Regions from separate parts of the Triticum aestivum genome. Here region 2 is linked to region 1. The links are chromatin contacts, called in public HiCAR-type maps. All regions are on one chromosome and are shown on one strand. The core of a region is the stretch at or near the end of the contact, and the rest is flanking DNA. Distances in the headings are between cores, read along the strand shown. Region 1 holds the start of LOC123062626. Region 2 holds the start of LOC123062627 (coronatine-insensitive protein homolog 1a).

What was found. HiCAR-type assays count read pairs that join an accessible place to other places.
Region 2: a contact with region 1 is called in a HiCAR-type map of leaf, with 8 times the contacts expected there. The contact joins the promoter of LOC123062627 here to the promoter of LOC123062626 in region 1. A contact is called at or near these places in 5 of 5 Hi-C or Micro-C datasets (leaf, root and an unstated tissue) and 1 of 1 datasets of contacts at active chromatin or transcription factors (leaf).

Annotation. Positions count from the first base shown.
Region 1 is chr3A:616,610,816-616,616,681 of IWGSC CS RefSeq v2.1, reverse strand. It overlaps LOC123062626, which reads left to right and starts at 4,386. Exons shown (of 2, transcript XM_044486227.1): 1 at 4,386-4,718; 2 at 4,800-5,475. The coding sequence starts at 4,386. The coding sequence ends at 5,249. It overlaps LOC123062625 (pentatricopeptide repeat-containing protein At3g09060), which reads right to left. Exons shown (of 7, transcript XM_044486223.1): 6 at 5,606-5,715; 7 at 5,070-5,220.
Region 2 is chr3A:616,789,971-616,795,409 of IWGSC CS RefSeq v2.1, reverse strand. It overlaps LOC123062627 (coronatine-insensitive protein homolog 1a), which reads right to left and starts at 3,912. Exons shown (of 3, transcript XM_044486229.1): 1 at 3,164-3,912; 2 at 1,396-1,870; 3 at 239-1,312. The coding sequence starts at 3,672. The coding sequence ends at 503.

The DNA.
Region 1 (5,866 bases), core at 3,137-5,636:
AAGTTAAGAGCAAGTGCGCTGAATTCGTAGACAGTGGCCGGCGCCACCAGGGAGAATCATTGACCTTTTCGAGGCACAGCACAGGCTAGTAGACCAAAAAAAATTGCCACCGCCTAATAATAACACTACTACTATAATCCACTCCAGATATTTGCCGTGATCTTAATCCCGTCCGAGTAGTAGATTCACAGCAAGTTCTTTCTGAACGCGTGGACGGCTGCGGTTGGACAAACAGATCGGTCAAGAAACTGCACAGTGGGCTCAGATATTTCAGTGTACTACATAAAAGCTGGAGTATGCACGCACGTACTGTATCTTGGGGGGGCGGAAACAAATATCTTGTGCAGCGTGCGCTGTGCCGGAGCCGGAGCCGGATCTCGACCGGGGGAATCCGGGCCAGCGCAGGTATAGGCAGCGGCACGTACTGCTCAGGTGCGCCGTCCACCTGGAGCTGGAGGCGAGGTCCCCGTCGGTATACAATCGCTGCACGTGGGCCCACGTGGACCTCCGGGGATGAGGCCTCTTCTCAGCGCTTGATTGATTGCTCCCCGTCCCACGGCGTCCGACGTGTGGGCCAGGGTCCGCAGTCCGTCAGAGGGCTCGGCCGTGCTGGTGCAGTACGTATGGACGCACATACTCCCGTCTGCTGGTCGCTGGCCAGAGATACGGGTACTACGCCGAGTTAATTCCCGTCTGCTGGTCGCTGGTGGTGACCGAGATATTTAAATTCCATCTTCCATCGTTCGAATTCCGAAGATTTACAGGGATTTGATCTCTTGGGAGTAAACCAAATCGGCTCGTCTGGGCTTCGGAAAACTAGCTAGTGGCAAGAAAAAATAATGAAGCGTGCCGACGGTGCGTAAACAGCACGCGTGTTCCAGGAGATACGCATTGCCTTGATGCAGTGTATGCCGCCTGGAGCGAGGGAATAGATTACTGGATCGCGTGTTAAACCACTACCACCAGTACCAATTCCTGTGGCGGAAAGTCTACGCGGGGTTGTGCGTCCGTACTCGGCTCGCCCGTACGTACGTGTAGGCCTCCCTGAATGTTGACATTCTGGAGCCATCATCGTCGAGTAACAGTACACAGGACCGTGACCTCTGGGCTCTAGCGTTTCATCCGGGACACATTGCTTCTAGAAGCTACACCGCTGCAGCTAACCACTTGTACGAAACACAAATTGGTAGTAAGGACTTACCCGTAATTTTTTTCCTGTATTCAACGCTAGCCGCATGCATTTTGACAACAACTCAACCTAATCGGACGAAATTTACGACCGGACTTCGTATAAACACAGCCAGATTTTATATAAACATGACAGATATCATTTAAACATGACGAATTTCATTACATTTATATCAACTGAGCGGAAACCAGGTCTAAATGGTCGCCGACGCCCGTTCACCGTGTCCGACAATCAATCAAGAGAACTGAAACTTCACCATCTCCAGTTTCGCCTCGGTGCTCTCCAGCTCCGTCTCCGTAACCTCCTCCTCCTCCGGAGGCCTGGGAAGTGAAATTGTCCACCTCCACATCGCCACCAAGCGACTAATCAGTCGACGATGTTGAGCCCACCAAGTTTGGCGTTGAAGGGAGGGGAGGAGTGGTGGCCATCCTGGGTCTAGAGCAGCGACGACCTACCATGCACTACTCTTCTCGCTATCGGCGACGCCCGCGACGTGTCGGCTTCGTGGTCGTCGTGGCGGGGTGCGGACTCAGCGATGTCCCTTACCCTCGTCGTCGGTCTTGCCGAACACCGCCTCGCCCGCCTCATCATCGCACTCCTTGCCGGCAGCCACCACCTCCGCCACCCCGCTGCCAGTACTGCCAACGGGACTCGAGCAACGCCTCCTGCTCCGCCATGTCCGCGTCCGGTGCGACCGCTCTGCCGGCGGCGAGCTGCTCCTCCGCCTGCAGATGCTCCAGGAGGGTGGTGGTTGTAGGCAGCATCGGCCTGCGCCTCTTGAAACTGCTCCTCCCACTCCTCTTGCACCATGTCCATGGGCACGGACCTCGCTGATGGTCATGGTGCAATGCAACGGCGAGGGATGCTCAGAGGAGAACGGTGATGGCATGGAGGATGGTGGCACCGGTTCATCGTCAACAGCGTCCTCCATTGGGACGTCGTCGTCCTCCGGCTGCCTGTCGGTCAGCCAGCCGGTAATAATGGCGGTCATCTCCTTCTTCTGGTTCGACGTCAGCCCGTCTCAAAGAGCTTTGGCGTGGGAGAGATTCGTGGTGGGATTGGTGCGGAAAGGGATCAGAGGTGGATGACAGTGGCTATGGCTAGGACACTGGTTTTTATAGCAATGGTGGGCGACAGAGGAACGAATGGGTGGCGCCGGAGGAGACGTCTCAGTAGCCGCGTGCCATCAATGTGGGAGGCAGACGGGCGGACGGGCTGCCGTCGTGTCATTTGAACGCGGAGTAGTTGTCTGCAGCGGGAAGCGGTGCAGGCGGCGCTCTCTCGGCCAACGCACCGCTTCTATGTCGGCGCCAGTGAGCAACCGCGTCCGCTCTGGCCGAGCATGAATGCGGACGCTGACGCTTTGGAGTGACGCTGACTGAAAACACACGGGAGAGGGGAGGGAGGGTTGGTGGGTCAAGGCAGTCATAAAGCAGGCTTGAGATCGATCCAGACTCCCACAAAGCCCCTTCCCTTCCCCCGTTTGCCTCCGATTTATGACAGAAATCACATTCTGAATCGATACATTACCGTGTTGAATGGCTTCCGCTGTCCGGCACGGTCTAAACGCATGCGAGAAGTTTGCGGGGCGGTATTGGAGATGCCTAAGGTGACTTGTTCTCGCGCCCCGAGGGCGGCGCGCACGTAGCACTACTGCATTACCGTGGAACGGCAAAAGGATAAGATCGGCGCGCGTACGTTGCACCATCACAGGAGGAGGGATGACGAGACTTCGCAGCGCCGAATCGATTAACTAACCCGGCCGCCCATGACTTGCATCATCAAGTTGCGGAAGGCGCAGTGCCGGGAAGCTCCGTCGACGAGGACGACGCGGTCCGGGGCCCGGAGCCGGAGCGAGAGAGCGGACAGCGACGCGTCGAGCGGCCCAAACTGCGATCTTTTAACGACGCAGCCGGGGATTTGGAGGAGGTGTACCGAAAGCGTCTGCTGAGGATGGTGAGATTAAATAAACACGGGCCTAGTTGCGAAACAAGCCCCCGGCATCTGCATGTTCGTTTGCTCTGCGTCATTACTCCTGTAGGCAGATCGGTACAGACGGGCATGGGCGCGAGGCCGGGTCTCATCATCGTGCAGGCCATTTCTGCGCTTTCGACTACGCGGCGCATGTGGTGGGGGCAGGCGGAAGGGTACAGCTCATGAGCACTCAGACGCGTAACTCCACTCTGGGAATTCGCTCGAGGAAAGTAACTGCGTGATGTGGATTATTCGGAGAGAGAAGTTATGGCACTAAAAGTCTCAAGGACGGCATCTTCTTCAGTACTCGCTCGATTGCCTCATTGATGCAAGCATACTTGTGACCCAGTACGGACGAGGTTCCCAGCTTAATGGGCAGATTAAAAGGCACCATCAACCAGCAGCAGCTCCCGTTTCCATTTCACAGGTGAATGCGAGAACGCACTGCTGATGGTTAGCTGCTCGAAGCATTTCCAGTCCATAATTGCAGAATAGTAAAGAGGACGAAAACAAATCACACATGTGGTCGTTTGTGTTGTCCCGTGCAAATCTCTGAGAGAGCATCGTATAGATATAGCTAGATGTCTAAGGATGGATGCTGTCGTTTTTGGTGCTGCAGATTGTTGCATCAGTTAAGTCGGCTGGATCATGTATGTGGCCCATTCTATCCGGAAAAAAAAAACTCCAAACGACCACATGGACTCATCTTTTTTTTTTGAGGGGTAGATTGATTCATCAACTAATAATTCGTGTCTGTGGACATGGCCATAGTTTCGTAGGGCGAATGATAAGTTGTAGTAGGTGGCCATTCATTGTAGGCTAGCCCAGCTCTTCGTTGTACAACAAAAAAACACAAGTAGGCGCGGCCCAGCTAGCACCTCTATTTCAGCCCAGTTCATGATTGCACGGCAGCTAGTGGGGATCCATTGATTGATTGATTGATTTCACGGTGGCTACACACAGAGCACTACTTGGCTCAATGGATAGGAACCGAAACGAGGCAGGGCCCCATTCCCCGGGAAAGTGGCATGGGTTGAAATGGACCTGAGTGAACACGCAGCACGCAAGGGGCAACTTGGTCTTGTCATGTAGCACAGCAGCGTGGCTCCGTGGATATCGTTCCCAGGCTCCAGGCAACGAGAGGTGCAGAAACAAACTCCGCCACGGTTACTCTGCAGAACCAAAGCAGCAGCATACCAAAGACCCAGAGAATCAAGAGGAGATGCTTGCTCTTCACACCGTTCGGACATCCCTTCCCTCGCCGCGCAGATCCTCCCCGCGCCGACATGCACTGCATCTAAGCAAGAGGAGATTTTCCATCTGTGCTTGCAGTTCCGAAGATGCCGGATCCGACGGTCCCCTGCCGCACGGCGGTGACCAGCGCCAGCAGGAGGTGCTTGCGAAAATCGCCATGCTTCAGACGCAGAAGGTCCGCATCACAAACTTCCTGGATGAGCGGTCTGCTTACCTGACCAAGTTCACCAAGGACGCCGACACCGAGTTCGACATGATTGGGCAGAACGCCATGAAAGAGCTCGATCAAATTGGGGACCAGGTGAGCATCCCTTGCGATGGATGGTTAAACAGTATAATACTTCATTCAGTGTCTGACAGAGAATTGCATTTGATGTGGTAGATAATGGAGCGACTCGACAGCAAGATGCAGTCCTACGAGGAGACAGCTGAAATGCAAAGGCAGGAGATAGAAATGAACGAGAGGGTGTTAGAAGATTTCGAAGACTGGATCGAAGAGGAGAAAAACGAAGGCATGTTCTTCAAAAGCCTTGGCAAGGTCAAAAAACCTCAAAACAATGAGGAAATCAAGGTGAAGGCCAAGATTGAAGCACAGAAGGTCAGAGAGATTGCAGAGGAGAGTGCGGGGTCAAAAGCTCGGATGAATATTTACCTTGCACTGACGGCGATACTCGGTCTTACAATCGCAAATGCCGTCTTTGCAACGCCAGAGGTGGAATGGAGGAAGGTTGCTGCTCTGGGTCTAATTTTCATTGGCCTGGTTGCTCAGGTAATCTATGAGCAAGATATATCCCCACCGGTAGCTGACAAGGATGAAAAAAGAGAAGAATGAAAGAGCTGTGCACCCTGAGTGAAACATCAAAAAGCAGCAAGAGCTTCATCGATATAGACGTAGACTGTATAAATTCAAGATATAGATTGTGTAATCTTAGTTATCATTTAAGGTGTAGCTTGGCCTATAAACCACAGGTTTCTTACACCTGAGGTCTGATAAACTCAAGCTGTGTTCAATCTTGCATCAAAGATATGTTTCAGCAATATAACTTTCAAAGCCAAAACCATGTAACGAAGTTACAATTTTGATGCACACAACACGTCAAGTTACTCAAATTTCAATTAAAAGAGGTTAAGAGTATTAGAAGAGATAACAAAAGAGAGTGCAGGATCAACGCTCAAATGAGCATTTACCTTGGACTGGTACCAATGCTCAGTCTTACATTTCCAGGACCAGATGCTGCCTTTGCAACAACTGGGTAGAGTGACAGAAGGTTGCTGCTCTGGGTTAATTTGTTGATCGCCTGGTTGCTCAAGCCATCCACGAGAAGGACATATCAGCACCAGAAGCTCAGAAAAAAAGAAGAAGAATGAAGATCTGTGTACTTGAGGGTTCAAGGGTAGAAAGTTTAAGTAGCACTGGAGTTCAGTTAATATAGTTAGTACCAATATACA
Region 2 (5,439 bases), core at 2,663-5,162, 180 kb before region 1:
TACAGTATATATCTTCTTCCTTTTTACGAGTATATATCTTTAAATATGCATCAATCCTAAGTCGAAGACTAAAAAAAGTTGGACGTGAAGGAAAAAGTTGAAATATATTACCTGCATTTCTTCATCAGTTCAGACTTTTGAATGAATTGGATATAAGAACTGCCCATTCTCCATTGCAAAAGGAAAATTTGAGTACAATGTGGTTTTAAGCAGAGACAAAACCAGCAACCGATCAAGATTTCAGAGAGAAGATCAAAGCACAGAGCAACTTTAGCATACAACTTCCCAGGATTACATACATAGTAGTACAAGCGACAACGGCAACTTATTGTACTACACCTCAGCTACAGCACTACTAGCTTATTAGGGCACCAAAGCAGCTAAGCTAATGATCTACATCCATACAAATTGCCATATTCAGATACGGTTCTTGCCAAAGGGACCCAAGGGCAACATAAGGTACAGTAGGTACGTACACACAACTAGATGTATTTACAATCATTCATGCGGCTGGATGCAACGGGGTCACCCAGTCAGGGCAGTCCTGCCTCTGCCCGGCAAGGGAGTAGTAGGCAAGAACCTGGGCCTGCTTGTCCACGCAGGGTTCTCCTTCGAGCGTCATGCGGAACAAGCCCTCGGGGCTGGGGGGCGTGAACTCGATGTTCCAGAATCGCCTCGCCATGAGGAGGAGCTCCAGGCCTGCTGGAGAGGCCTTGTAGCCTTGCACCCATATGTACCTGAGCGAGGGCATGTGGAGCACCGCGAGGGACAGGGCTTGCTCGCTGAAGCAGCAGCTCCGAAGCTCAAGCTTCCGCAGGTTGGTGCATCCTATTGCGAAGCGGATCAACCCGTGGTCCGATTCGCCGACGTTGCCCAGTAGCATGTACTGGATGTTGCCGCTGTACTGCCCGATGTAGTCGAGGCCTGTGTCTGAGAGCCCTCCAGGTCTCAGGTAGAGAGCAAATCTCCGGAGCTTGGTGCAGCTCCTTAACAGAGCTCGAACACCGTTGTCGAGCGGCAGATCGGTTACCTGCTTTTGTCTGTCGAGCAGGACAAGCCGGAAGTCGTAGAGATTTTTGCAGAAGGTCCCGATGGATTCGAGAGCGCCGTTGGTGATATCAGATACATAGGCAGCTATGTACTCCAGGTCACGGCAACCAACAGCTACCGCTGTCAGGCCTAACTGAGAAACTCCTCCTTGCTCTTCTTGGAGACCTGGATCATCATCCCCTCGCTCAATTCGAAGTCTTCGTAGCTTCTTGCATGTATCACCAACAACCTCTAGCCCTCTGTCTCCTATCACATTCCTCACCTGTTGACAGAATCTACTGTCAGTAAAAATGAGAGTACAACAAATTTCACACCCAAAATACAAGAGTATATGAGAAACACTACCTCGAGAACAAATAGGTTCGGGCATTTTGAGATAAGCTGGCAATGATCCTCAGTGGTGAGGAAAGTGTACTGCAAGTCCAGTTTCTTTAATGAAGCAGAAAAAGGGAAGATAACAGGCATCTCATTTTTCCCCATGAACGTAAGCCCCAAGAAGCATACTCTTGGTGGAAACTTGACTTTTTCATACTTTGTTAGCTCTCCTACCTCATTGAACGATCCTCCAGCAAAATCTTGCAATGCATTGGCTGCTTCGAAAAAACCAATCAGGTCTGAAAGGTCACACTCACTGATCTTTAAAGAAAGTAATGATTTGCAGTTCTTTGCTAGAAGCTCCAGATCAGCTGGCACCACTTTGAGCTCAGTCATGTAGAAGTTCAGTGTCACAAGAACAGAATTGTTGACAGCAAGTTCATGAAGCCATTCACCACCTTCATCAGCAATCACACATTCTTCAAGAAATAATGTTCTCAAGGATCTGCCAAGATAATTTAGAATAGCATGTTAACTGCAGTGATAGCACGCAATCATGCAGTGACAGTAAAATCACTTTGAATTAATGTACCACAGTCGAATGTCTTGCTAAAGGAGCACAGCAATAGTTGTAAGCTAAGGAAGAATGGAAAGTGCGATGAAAAGTGGATTACTGGTGAACCAGGAAACCTATAAAGACACGTCTCAAACTTCATGAACATGCCCCGATGTCCCCATGTTCTGTCCCCTTTCATTAATAGTGGGACAGCGGAACAGCCATTGCAGTCAAGTCAATTTTATTTTTTTCAATTCACATTTGCATATGAGGCATTTCCAGGCACAAAGGAGCACACTGTACATGCATTTTAACTAAAGCACTACAGATCCTCTGTAGCATGCTAACCTTTAGTCTCCCAGCTCCATATGTGAACTTGACAAGCTCACACAAATCATACTTGCATTCTAAGGGAAAATAATTTCCCTCAGACAACTTCGTAGTTGCAGAATTCAGACAAAGCAAAGTTAACACGGACACATGGAAAGGCTTCTGCCAAAAGAGTAAAAAGGAAGGACCAAGATGATGCTTGAAAGTCGATATGACGGCATGACATAGTGCCACACTAATCTGAACATGATAGAATTGATTGGTAACAGAAACACCAACTTGCAACTTTATTTTGGTTCAAGATGTTCCACAGGGACGGATGTAGTCCTGTTCAAGTCCAATCAAAGTAGTAGTACGATAGCCCTCCTGGGGAAGACAGATCACCTGACTGGTGCAACCTCGCATTATAGTTTGCTTAAGCCCGACTTGGTTGGGACTTGTCAGCTGGTTTGAGTCAATTTTACAAACTAGAGGCCGGATCGGACATATGCTGGACAGAAACGACAGGTAAACCATAGAACTACACCAAATCTCATATATCTCCCTTCGGCAGTCATTTGCATATACTGCTCATATCAATTTGTCGTAGAAAACTAGTGCCATGGTGTATCATGGCGCCCAAACAAAGTGTGTGGAAGCTAACTTGACACCTTCCCTCACATGACCGTATTTGTTACAGCTCGTGATAGAGCAAACAAATATCTAATTATAGAAACTGGCTCTTAACTCGTCCTTATCCAGTATACTCCATTTGGCGAAACCAACCAACACACAGACCAGATCAATCCTCATTCATCAATGAGCAGATCAACTGTCACAATTACTGGAACTCACCACCACAAATCAACAGGCAAGAGGGCAAAAAAAAAAAAAGAGGTGCGCGGATGCAGGTGAGTAGAGCTGGTGGACTACCTGCAGGAGCGGGCGACGAGGCGGAGCGCGTCGGTGGAGAAGCCGGAGCACTTGTCGAGCTTGAGCTCCTGCAGCATGTGGCCGCGGGAGCGGATGAGCGCGGCGACGTCATCGTCGGTGACGGTCATGCGTCGCAGGTGGAGCGCCTTGAGGCACTCGAGCGGCGCGGCGAGCCGGGCGACCCAGGGCGCGGCGTAGGCGCCCCAGTCGTCGGAGATGAGGCCGTACATGGCGGCGCGCGGCCTGCCCTTGAGGGCGAGCGACTCGAGGCGCGGGAAGCGCGCGAGGAGGCGGGCCGGGTCGGCGGCGTAGCAGAAGGCGACGGTGACGTGCTTGCGGGTGAGCGCGTCGATGCGGTGCCAGCGGCGGCAGACGAGCGAGGCGGCCTCCCGGTCGCGCGGGGCGTCGACGTAGCCCATGACGAGGTGCAGCGCCTCGTCGGGCACGCCGCCGCAGCCGAAGCTGAGCGCGCGGCTGAGCCGCCGCGGCTCCGGCACCTCCCCGCCCATCGGATCGAGCGGGGCTAGGCGGATCGGCTAGCGGCCGCCGCGCGGGAGATCTGGGCCGGGCCCGGCGGGGAGCGGGGGCATGGAGGGGGAGGCGGAGGCGGAGACGGAGATTCCTCCGCGCTCCCTCCCTTTCTGCTGCGGGGTGGGCTTTGCGGGAGGACGGGAGAAGTGAATGAAGGAAGCGAAATTATTGGAGGGAGAAGGGAGCGATAGGAGCGAGCCGGGGCGGACGTGACTTGGGGAGGCGGCAGCTTTTACCTGCGCGGCTCGTCCCGTCCCGTCTGCTGGCGCCGCGCCACGTACGCCGCCCCGCCGGTGGACGCGAGCGATAAATGGCCTCGCCCACCCGGGTACAGCCAGCACGGTACCAGCCTACCACCACATCTCTACTCTCTAGCACCGTACGCGCCGCGGCTCAACGCTCACCAGCGTGCCGCCGCCGGTGATCGCGTACGCTTTTCTCACAGGATTACTGATTTGATCTCACTTGCGCCCCGTCGACGTTTTTGTCTGAAGGTGTATTCTAGTGCGGAGTGCGGAGCTGAAAAGACAGCGTTGGCCTAGCAGCTATAGTCATTTTCAGCGGCAAGTGGATAAAACACCCTCGATCTTGTGCAAGATCGCGCTGCACAGGCTTGTGGTTGCGGGGAGCATTATTGCGTGCTTGCTCGTTTTGGCTGCCTGCCTATCGGCGTTTTTCTGTATGGGGGTATCTTCTTCACTGGGCCACAGAATTGCTCGAAATATCTACACGGAAATTGGATGAGGCCGGTGTGAGCAGAGCTGAGGTTAGCTCCCCTAATGGAAAAGATGATATTATTAGCTGGGCATGCAGCGATGCACAGATAAAGCAGCGACAATCATAAAAGATGGCAGATGTTAACATGGTGTGTGCCAATGCAGCAGAATGTCATTTGCTTCGTTGCAGATCGTGTTCGCATGGTCCCCTTGTCCTCGTCCTTGCCATGTTTTTCTGGTTGAAAAAAAATGCATAGTTTCCTGAAACTTTCTCACAGACTGTAAACTGAGCGAAGCTCAAGATTGAGCTGTAAAAAGTCGCTTGCGCTCAGCTTGTAAGAGCAACTCCAATGAGCGACCCATTTTGTCCGCTTGCGTCCGTTTGAATCGGCGCGGACAAAAGTAGAGGCCCAACGCGCTGACCCACACTCAAATCTCGTCCGCCTGGCGTCCGCGCCGATCCATTTCCAGTCCAAAATTGCGCCTGAAATGCGTCGGCGCGAACGCGCCGCGCGTCTCCTCGGCGTCCGCCGCGTCCCAACTTGTAGGCCACCTAACTACCGTCCGTCGTCTAATTTATGACGACCACCGACAGCGGGCCCACTAGTCGGCCAGTGGAAGCGTCCTTTTTTAACCACGCATGCGGCGTGGGCCGGCCTCATCCACTTCCGTCCACATCTGGCCCCCACCACCCTCTTGTGCTTCCTCGTCGAAGACACCAAACCCTAGCAAGCAATGGGCCTCTTCGACAGCAGTAGCGGCAAGGGAAGGGCAAGGGCACCCCCGGCGCCTCATCCTCTCGTGTTTCTCCTCCCCCTCCTCCTCCGGCGTCGGCGTGTTTCCGCCCTGGTCGCCGCCGTCTGCACATCCTGGTGCACCAAGCGCGGTGGCACTGGGAGTACAGGCAGTCGCTGCCCTACCCCGACGTCACGTTGCCGCACCACTGGCACCTGGATCCGCAACGGATCCCCGTGCCGACGGTTCTGCGTACGCAGCGGGCGCATGACGAGGAGGTGCGCAGGCACCGGG